Linked DNA regions of Mus musculus: region 1 is linked to region 2. Evidence: chromatin contacts called from public Hi-C data. All regions are on one chromosome and are shown on one strand. The core of a region is the stretch at or near the end of the contact, and the rest is flanking DNA. Distances in the headings are between cores, read along the strand shown. Region 1 holds the start of Reln (reelin). Region 2 overlaps Reln (reelin).

What was found. Hi-C and Micro-C count contacts between places; a contact is called where the count stands out from the background.
Region 1: a contact with region 2 is called in a Hi-C map of cerebellar granule neurons, with 3 times the contacts expected there. The contact joins the promoter of Reln here to the enhancer-like site in region 2. A contact is called at or near these places in 2 of 39 promoter capture datasets (cranial neural crest and maxillary cranial neural crest), 2 of 484 Hi-C or Micro-C datasets (both in cerebellar granule neurons) and 3 of 9 other capture datasets (adipose tissue, liver and pancreatic islet).

Annotation. Positions count from the first base shown.
Region 1 is chr5:22,341,967-22,346,002 of GRCm38.p6, reverse strand. It overlaps Reln (reelin), which reads left to right and starts at 1,298. Exons shown (of 65, transcript NM_011261.2): 1 at 1,298-1,823. The coding sequence starts at 1,595.
Region 2 is chr5:22,283,673-22,287,813 of GRCm38.p6, reverse strand. Reln (reelin) reads left to right here. Exons shown (of 65, transcript NM_011261.2): 2 at 811-921. Among named protein-coding and RNA genes, the nearest start is that of Reln, 59 kb to the left of the region's middle. Within about 2 kb of position 2,518, at least 2 of the 459 cell types and tissues checked have an H3K27ac peak or open chromatin away from gene starts, as enhancers often do. A contact at or near this core is called in cerebellar granule neurons, where this site is marked.

The DNA of each region.
Region 1 (4,036 bases), core at 49-2,548, 59 kb before region 2:
TTGCTTCTTCCGGTGGTGGTGTTAGGATTACATTAGGCTAATGATCTACAAGCCTGTGCAGCCTGCATGGCACTTTGCTCTAGTGTAATATTAGTCGCGTGTATGAATATGTGTGCTGTTGAACTTTGGGAGGATTGGAAGTAATGGAGACCAACAGGCAGTTAGGTCCTTCCTATCTGCTGAAACTGTGAATGTGGCAGAAAAAAAAAAATCTTTTGCAATGAAATTACCACAGAGGTCTCCCTTTGGATCTTGCCTTCTGACGCCCTTCTCCCAAACTCAGGCAAAGACTACCATTTCTGACATTACAGTTTCCTGGTTTCTTTACAAGCAAGGCTTATTTTGGCTTGGTGCTGAGCCTGGAGAAATGCATTAAAACCTGGCAGCTCTGTTCTCCCGTCTCTGGGTGCCTCGGGGCTCCTGCCAGCGGTGCTCGGTTAAAAAACGTGCTTCTGGATGGTTTCACTTGCCCGCAGTCCTGCGTGAGATAGCTCATTAACGCCGGTTTCATTGCTGCTGCCAGCCACTCCTCTGCATGCCTTCCCCTCCCCCACCCCAGTGACAGTGGTCATGCATGACATGTAGAAGTAATAAACTCGGACCTAAAATTTACTACCCCCATCTCCGTCCGAGGAATCCCCTAGCAACGCGTAAATACAGAGTCCGGCGAAGCTCGCCTGTCGGGTCCCCTCACCACAATCCCCACGGCCGAGAAGCCCGACGATCTGGCCCCGCACCACTCCAGGTGGCAATCGCACCGTCACCCAATCTCCCTTTCAGCCTGGCTGCCACTGAAGACCCGGGCCGGGGCAGCGACGGGGCCGCGAGGCCTGACTGGAAAGGGCTCGCGCGCGCGGGGCACCGTCGCGGTTGGGGCCACTGACGGGAGGGTCCCCAGGACAAGCGCTGGCCGTGGGGACTGGGGGGCGGCGGGCCCCGAGGGGCGAGGGTTGCAGCCGGCGTAGACAAAGAACAGCGCGGTCCCCGCCGCCCTCGGCTTCCCCGCGCGTCCTCGCAGAACGGGCAGCCGTGAGCCCGGGGCTCCGGTTCCCCGGGGCAGCCCGTCGGTCTCTGGCCGCTCTCGTTCGCGCAGCGGCCGAGCAGCCCTGCCCTTCCGGGCGGAGCGGGCCGTGGGCGGGAGGCGCGCGTGTGCTCCGGGCACAGCCCGAGGTGCGGGCAAGCCCGAGGGGGCGGGGACGGGCGCGGGGGCGGGGGCGCGGCTGGGACACGTGTGGCGGCGGCGGGGGAGGGGGCGGCGCCCGGGGCTTTAAGAAGGTGCGGAGGGGGCGGGCACTTTCCCAAGCCCGGCCGAGGGGCGTCGCGTGCACACCGGCGGCGGCGGCGCTCGGAGGCGGACGACGCGCTCTCGGCGCCCGCGGCCCCGGTTCCCCCCGCGCTCTCGCTCCGGCGGCCCAAAGTAACTTCGGGAGCCTCGGTCTCCCGCTAACTTCCCCCCGCGGGCTCGGTTGCCCGGACCCGCTCGGCTCGAGCCCGCCGCCGGCTCGCCTTCCCCGCACGCGGCTCCTCCGTGCCGGTGCCTCCGAAAGTGGATGAGAGAGCGCGCGGGGCGCGCGGCGGCACGGAGCGCGGCGGCATGGAGCGCGGCTGCTGGGCGCCGCGGGCTCTCGTCCTGGCCGTGCTGCTGCTGCTGGCGACGCTGAGGGCGCGCGCGGCCACCGGCTACTACCCGCGCTTCTCGCCTTTCTTTTTCCTGTGCACCCACCACGGGGAGCTGGAAGGGGATGGGGAGCAGGGCGAGGTGCTCATTTCCCTGCACATTGCGGGCAACCCCACCTACTACGTACCGGGACAGGAATACCATGGTAGGTACCACCACGGCATCCCTACGGCGCCACGGTGGCCCGCGAGCGCATCTTTCCATCCTTTTCCTTCTTCCCAGGGGCCAGCCGGCCGGAGACCGGGACAACCTCCTACCTCAGCGGGGTGCGCTGCCTGGGGAGAGAGAACAAAGTTAGTGGAGAATGGAGTCCTGAGTTGGGATTTCAACTGTCCCCTAACACATAAACTGGTGCTTATGTGACAGGCCACACAAGCTTTTGGTACTGCTGTCCCCCACCCCTTCACTCCCTGCAGCTGCCGAACCTGCGCATCGTGTTTTCCTAACCCCAGTACTTAGATACCAGACTTTTGTCCTGTTCTGGGTCCTCCTTGGTGGGTCCCCAGGTGGCGCTGGGGTTGTCACTGGGTTTTGCCGGCCAGCTGCCGACAGATTGGAGCACTTTGGTCGGTGGCTGCCCATGCCGGCGGCCAGTTAAAAGTTCCCGCTGCTCTGCAGCCAGGAGTCCCTAGTGATCTGTCCTCAAGAAACAGAGCGGCTGTTTCCAACCCTTTATTCTTTTAAAGAGTCGTTTAAAATATCAGTGATTGATGATTTCTGTCATCCCCTTCATACTTTTAGCTTGGTGCTTGCTGTTGTTAGCATTGTCTGGGCGATGCTTACTAATCACTTGTATCTGCACAGCTTTAAGTCCCTGGCAGGACCTACAAGCTTCTCCCCACAAAGGCGATCCCTCTCCTAAGGGATCAGTATGCAATCCTTCATCGAGGTGAAACATTACTGCAAAGTTGAATTTTAGCAACAAGAAGAGTAATTTAATGTAGTATGCAGTCCTTCATCGAGGTTAAAACATTACTCAAAAATAAAAATTAGCTACAAGAAGAGCAATTTAGTGTAGTCCATATACTTTTAATCAAGTGAAATATGTGGGAGATAAACCATGTGTACTTTCTGTCTTCATTCTGGGACTTCTTAATGATAGGAAATGTTAAATTGGAAAATTTCCATAAAATATTTATACCCAATGACATAAACTATCATTGAGTGAACTCATGCCATCCCAAGGGTGCTGTCTGTAATAGGCTACAGGTGTTGACAGAGCAGAAGGTGGCTGGCATTTCACATAGATTTGGGAGTGAAAATTTTGTAAAAATGCTAAAGAGTTTTCTGTTTCAGTAAAACCTTCCTACCCACCTCCAAATGGCTTTGGCTGAGTCTGTTCATCCTAGATATTTACACCAGTGGCTTTAACAACTTCCTCAGAGGGGTGGCAGCCTTGTTCCTGCAATTTCATAATTTAATTTTAGGAAATCAATTTCTGTAACTAGTCCTTTAAATAAAAGGGTTTGCTTGTACGTGTTCCCTTCCCAACAGTTATCTGGTGCTTTTTCTGAGATCATGGAAATCTTTGCAGTGAAAGGAACGCCAGTGTGGTGACCACCCAGACCTAACCTACAGACTGACTGAGACAGTGGTCACTTGGCGTGCCCCTTAGCAGACGTGTAGCTGGTTATCTGTGAGAGCCGCTAGTCGGTGAGTGAGTGAATGCTGGTCTAAAAGGTGCTCCTGTCAAGCTGTGAGGGGTGTCTCTGATGACAGAGCCGCATCAGCCCCCACCACACAGACCCTTTGTACATCACTGCTGAAGGGAGTATCAGTGAGACTGAGAATAACCATCTACAGCTTTTGGGTTTGCTGTAAAGTTGGCAGATGAACCACAGCCTGACTGCAGTCATGTCACTAAGCCTGAAAAGAGGGGAATGAATGCATTCTTTCAGACTGGACATTGTAGGGAACAGGTCCCCAGAACCTCTCTTATGCCACCAGAAAAGATGGAGGGATTTTATCATGTAACTTGAAAGGTCAAATTATTAGAGTAATGCCATTTTAAATTCCTATTAAATATTGTATCAAAGTTTAAGCTTTGGGAACCAGCTGTATAACTCTAGGCCTTCAGTGTTTTTCCTATAAAATGCTCTACAGGTAGGAGAAATGCTTAAAACTGAAATTATACATATATGTGGCTTTTTAATTATTAAACCTTTGGAAATGAAAAAAATAGCATCTGTAAGAATTGACTCACTATAGGAAAACATAATAAATACATTTGTGGTTGACTCATTTTGATGAATGTTGAAAGCAGGAGGAGGTCATTTGATCAAAAGCCTACTTACGTAAGGAAATCTGTAAAATATGGGCTTGGGAATCTCTTTCTAGCCTTCTAAACCTTTTAAATGC
Region 2 (4,141 bases), core at 1,269-3,768:
CAGAGTTAATGTGTAGGATGGCAGCCTTGATCTGTGCACTACCAATATAATAGCATTGCCTCCCTCAGCTCCTTCCTCCAAATGGCGTCATCGCTGTCTTATCAAAGCTAGGCAGAGCAGCGCCATCCCAGCCAGGAGGAAGTCACGATCTGGCTTTAGGGTGGGGACTGAGTGACACACACATTGATTTAATCCAGCCTTCTTCTTCTTCAGAGGAACCACATAGACCCCCTCTTGCAGACTTGGTTCTGAAACATAAACGCACAGTGGTCCCCTTTGTTGTTCTCAAGAGGAGCAGACTGACCATTCATGCGGTGTGACGTGCAGGCCCCCGACAAGCATCACGGGCATTTCTCTGCTCTTCATCCAGACAACACGAAATTGTTTCCCACAGTATGGAATAATGATTTTTTAAAGTGTTTTATCACGATGCCAGAAAGTCTAGGCATGCTTTGATGGCCTCCAGAGGTAGGAGTGGAGATGAGGGAAGAACGCTATCCAGTGGTGCATCATTTTCTGATTTTCAGTGTAGCTTGGAAATGTGCAAATAGATGCAAAAATGTAGGACTACGTACTAAATTCAGTACCAGCAATTATACAATTATAAGTATTGAAGTCTTGAAATTTTTGTCTCCTCTGCAATTTGTGTATGTGTGTGAGTGTGTATATGTGTGTATGTGCATACTTGTACACTACAGACAGGGCAGAAATAACTGGTTCATTGGCTAATGCCTACACCTAAGACTCCAGAGTGTACCTGCTCACTCACACTGTAGTAGCTGAAGGTTCTCTTCCCTTCCTGTATTTCAGTTACAATTTCAACAAGCACCTTCTTTGATGGCTTGCTGGTGACGGGACTCTATACCTCGACAAGCATCCAGTCTTCTCAGAGCATTGGAGGCTCCAGCGCCTTTGGATTCGGTAAGCCGTCCTGTTAGAAGGTGCCAGGGATTGTTAGGATTCTATACAGTTATGTCATCTGTTTTGTTTAGGAAACAATCAGTTTTGAAAGTATTCCGCTTTTGTTATTGTTATTAGAAGGGCAAATAATGTAAAGTCATTTGTGTATGTTTGTTCTGGAAATCAGGTGGATTGAGCTGCTGTGTAAATGCTCAGCTAACCATGGTCTTGGGAGACAATCCCCCTCTCTCTCCCTCCCTCCCTCCCTCCCTCCCTCCCTCCCTCCCTCCCTCCCTCCCTCCCTCCTTCTTTCCTTCCCTTCCTCCCCCAACCTGTTTAGCATACATGGCTTCTTGGCCTGTATTATATTCTACTCTTTCCCCCCTCACTGTCTTCTCTTACACCCTCCGGTGTTCCTGAGAGCCCCCCCCCCTCATTTATTCTCACTTTGCCTTCTTACATGTGCATTCCATGACTGTCTAGTCTCCTGCCTCCGTCAAGGTGTTTTCCTCCCACCTCATGGTTTGCTTTCTAGTTTCATGGCCTATAAATAAACCCACAGTTTTAAGTCTAGGAGCCTAGGTTCTGCATATCTGAGGAAATATAATTATTATTTTGAACTCAGCTTGTTTCACTAAACATAATGCCTTTTTAGTTGTATCCATTTTCCCAGATAGGTCATGATTTCACTTTACAGCCTGCATAAAACCCCATTATGTATATGTACCATTTTTTCTTATTCCACTGTTGATGGGCATCTATCTAGGCTGACTCTGTTTCCTGTGTTGTGACTAGTGCAGACATCACCACGAGTGCGCACGTATTTCTGCAGTATGCTGGCCCAGAGCCATTCTGGTATATACTTAGGAGTGAATATATGACAGTTCTGTTTCAGGGTTTCCAGGAACTGCCATACTGAAGTCTGTAGTGGCTTCATGTGTTGGCGTTCCCACCAACATCAAATGATAGTCACTTTTCCCAACATCCTTTCTGTCTCTCTTCTGTCCCTCTGTCTGTCTACTGTCATAGCGGGGATTGTGTAAACTTCTGAGCTTTTCACTCAGTTTGATAGAATTGACTTTGACATCTATGCATCATTCAGTTTTCACAAATAGCTATTCCAGTCTGGAGGTGAGTGAAAAATTCCACAGTATTTAACAAAGAAGCATTACAGAATGACTCCGCAGTAGTTGTTAAAATAATTTAATTCTACAGGTAGTTATAAAAGCATGTCACTTAATACTTAAATTACTCAAGTACAGTGTTTTCTCTTAGACCAGAGACCTGGCAGGTTGCCTCTGGAGAGGCAGAAGGCTACACAAGCGTCACTAATCCCCGAGGATTCCCAATTTGGAAATCTCTGTGTTACCCATATGCTCCAGTCACATCAACGTGGGATTAAATAAAGTATTCAGAATCAAAATGCAAATTTAATATGTTTATGTAAGACCTAAAATCATTGGTCTTATGCTAAAATGATAAAACTACAAAGTGCTTTCCTTGCTGGGGGGGGGGGGGGAGGGCACAGATGGAATTACACTATCCATAGCCACATGAGCTCATGTTACTTAGTAAGTATTTTCCTCTGCAGAAGCCTGTGTCCAGAGCACCAGGGCTGAAGCTCCATCACTACTCTGCTTATCCAAGACAAGGTCCTTGGCCTTGGGGTTGAAAGGAACCCAGAAGGCACTTCACTGTCATACTGGGTTTGATATTGGCCATGTGTTCAATAGAAAAGATCCCAGGCAAAAATTTAATCTGCTGACACCTACTGTTTTAAAAATTGATTATTTGGGAATCTCACACCATGCATCCAGATCAAACTCCTCTCCTAGTCACCCCATGGACCAAAGATAGGCATGGCCTCTGGTGGCATCAGAGACTACAGTGGTCCTTCAAGATGGTTTAATCCAGAAAGTGAACCTCCCCTGCCATGTATCTCCCCTCCCCCAAATCCAAACCCAAACAAAACACAAGTTCATTTTGTGTTGATTGTGTACTCACTGGGGCATGGTCAAACTCCTCGTGGCTAGCCCCAAGAGAAGGTGAGTCTTTCTCCATCTCCACCCCTACCAGAAGCCATCAACAGTGGAGAACAGGCTGGCTTGCCCATGTCCATGCTATCACAAGTGCCACAGTACAGCTGCTGGCGAGGGTCAGAGCCAGCTCTCCTGTGTCTCCAGACATCAGCATGCCTTCAATGGACAGCACAGACCACGTGGCAACATGGGCCACAGAAATCAACATGGCCCTTTAGCTATCTCAGGACCATCCACCCACTCATGGCCCCAAAGGCTACATGGGCCGTGGGCTGCAATATGGCTTCAGTTGTGTAGACATGCCACTCCTATCCAAATGGCTCCCCGAGGAAGCAAAGCCCGAGGACATCACCCAAGCGTCTGGCAGTGGCACAGAATGTATACATCCACCTGGATCTCAGCATTTCCTCATGGCCTGGGGCAGCAGCGTGGACCAAAGACAGGCATGGCCTCTGGTGGCATCACAGACCACAGTGGTCCTTCAAGGTGCTTTAATCTAGAAAGTGAACCTTTCCTCATCTAGGTCCTCACTGCTGCACAGTGTGGGGGCAGTACCACGGTGTGGTTGGCGTGTTCAGAGTCTTCGTCTGCAGAAGCTCCAGGCTGCTGCCACCACTTCACCAATACAGTGCTTCATTTTCCTGCTTTCCCCGTCTCTCCATCCTGAATTCGTCCATCGTCATTGTGCCCGCAGCCTGCACCGTGAAGGCAGGCGGCCTGGTTAGCCTCTGCTGCCAATGCTGTGAAGACGGCAACCTCTGGTGTCTACTTCTAAGGCTACTTCTAAGGCTCTACTTGGGCAGAAATAATCTTCTTAAGTATAAATAGTTCACTTGTTTCCTCCCACCCTTTTTGTGCTTCCCAGAGATGAAGGGTCTGCTTATAATTGTGTCTATAATTTGTACATAAACGTTACCATTTTATTATAGCAGAACTCATAAGCCTGGCTGCCAAATTTAGCTGATAAAAATTTAAGACATCGAGGTCAATGTGAATTTTAGAATAATATTTATTTCAAGTATGCAATGTTTACACTCCAGGTTCTACCCTAGTACAGTCAGTTTCAAAAGCTCTGGAGTTGTGGTTTCTAACTTTTAAAGCTCCTTAGATGATTCTTCTTAGTTTTTAAGTTAATCAATTAAAAATGTTTTTGTAGCCCCAGGTAGCCTTCTAAGTTACTTTCCCGTCACTGTGATAACAAA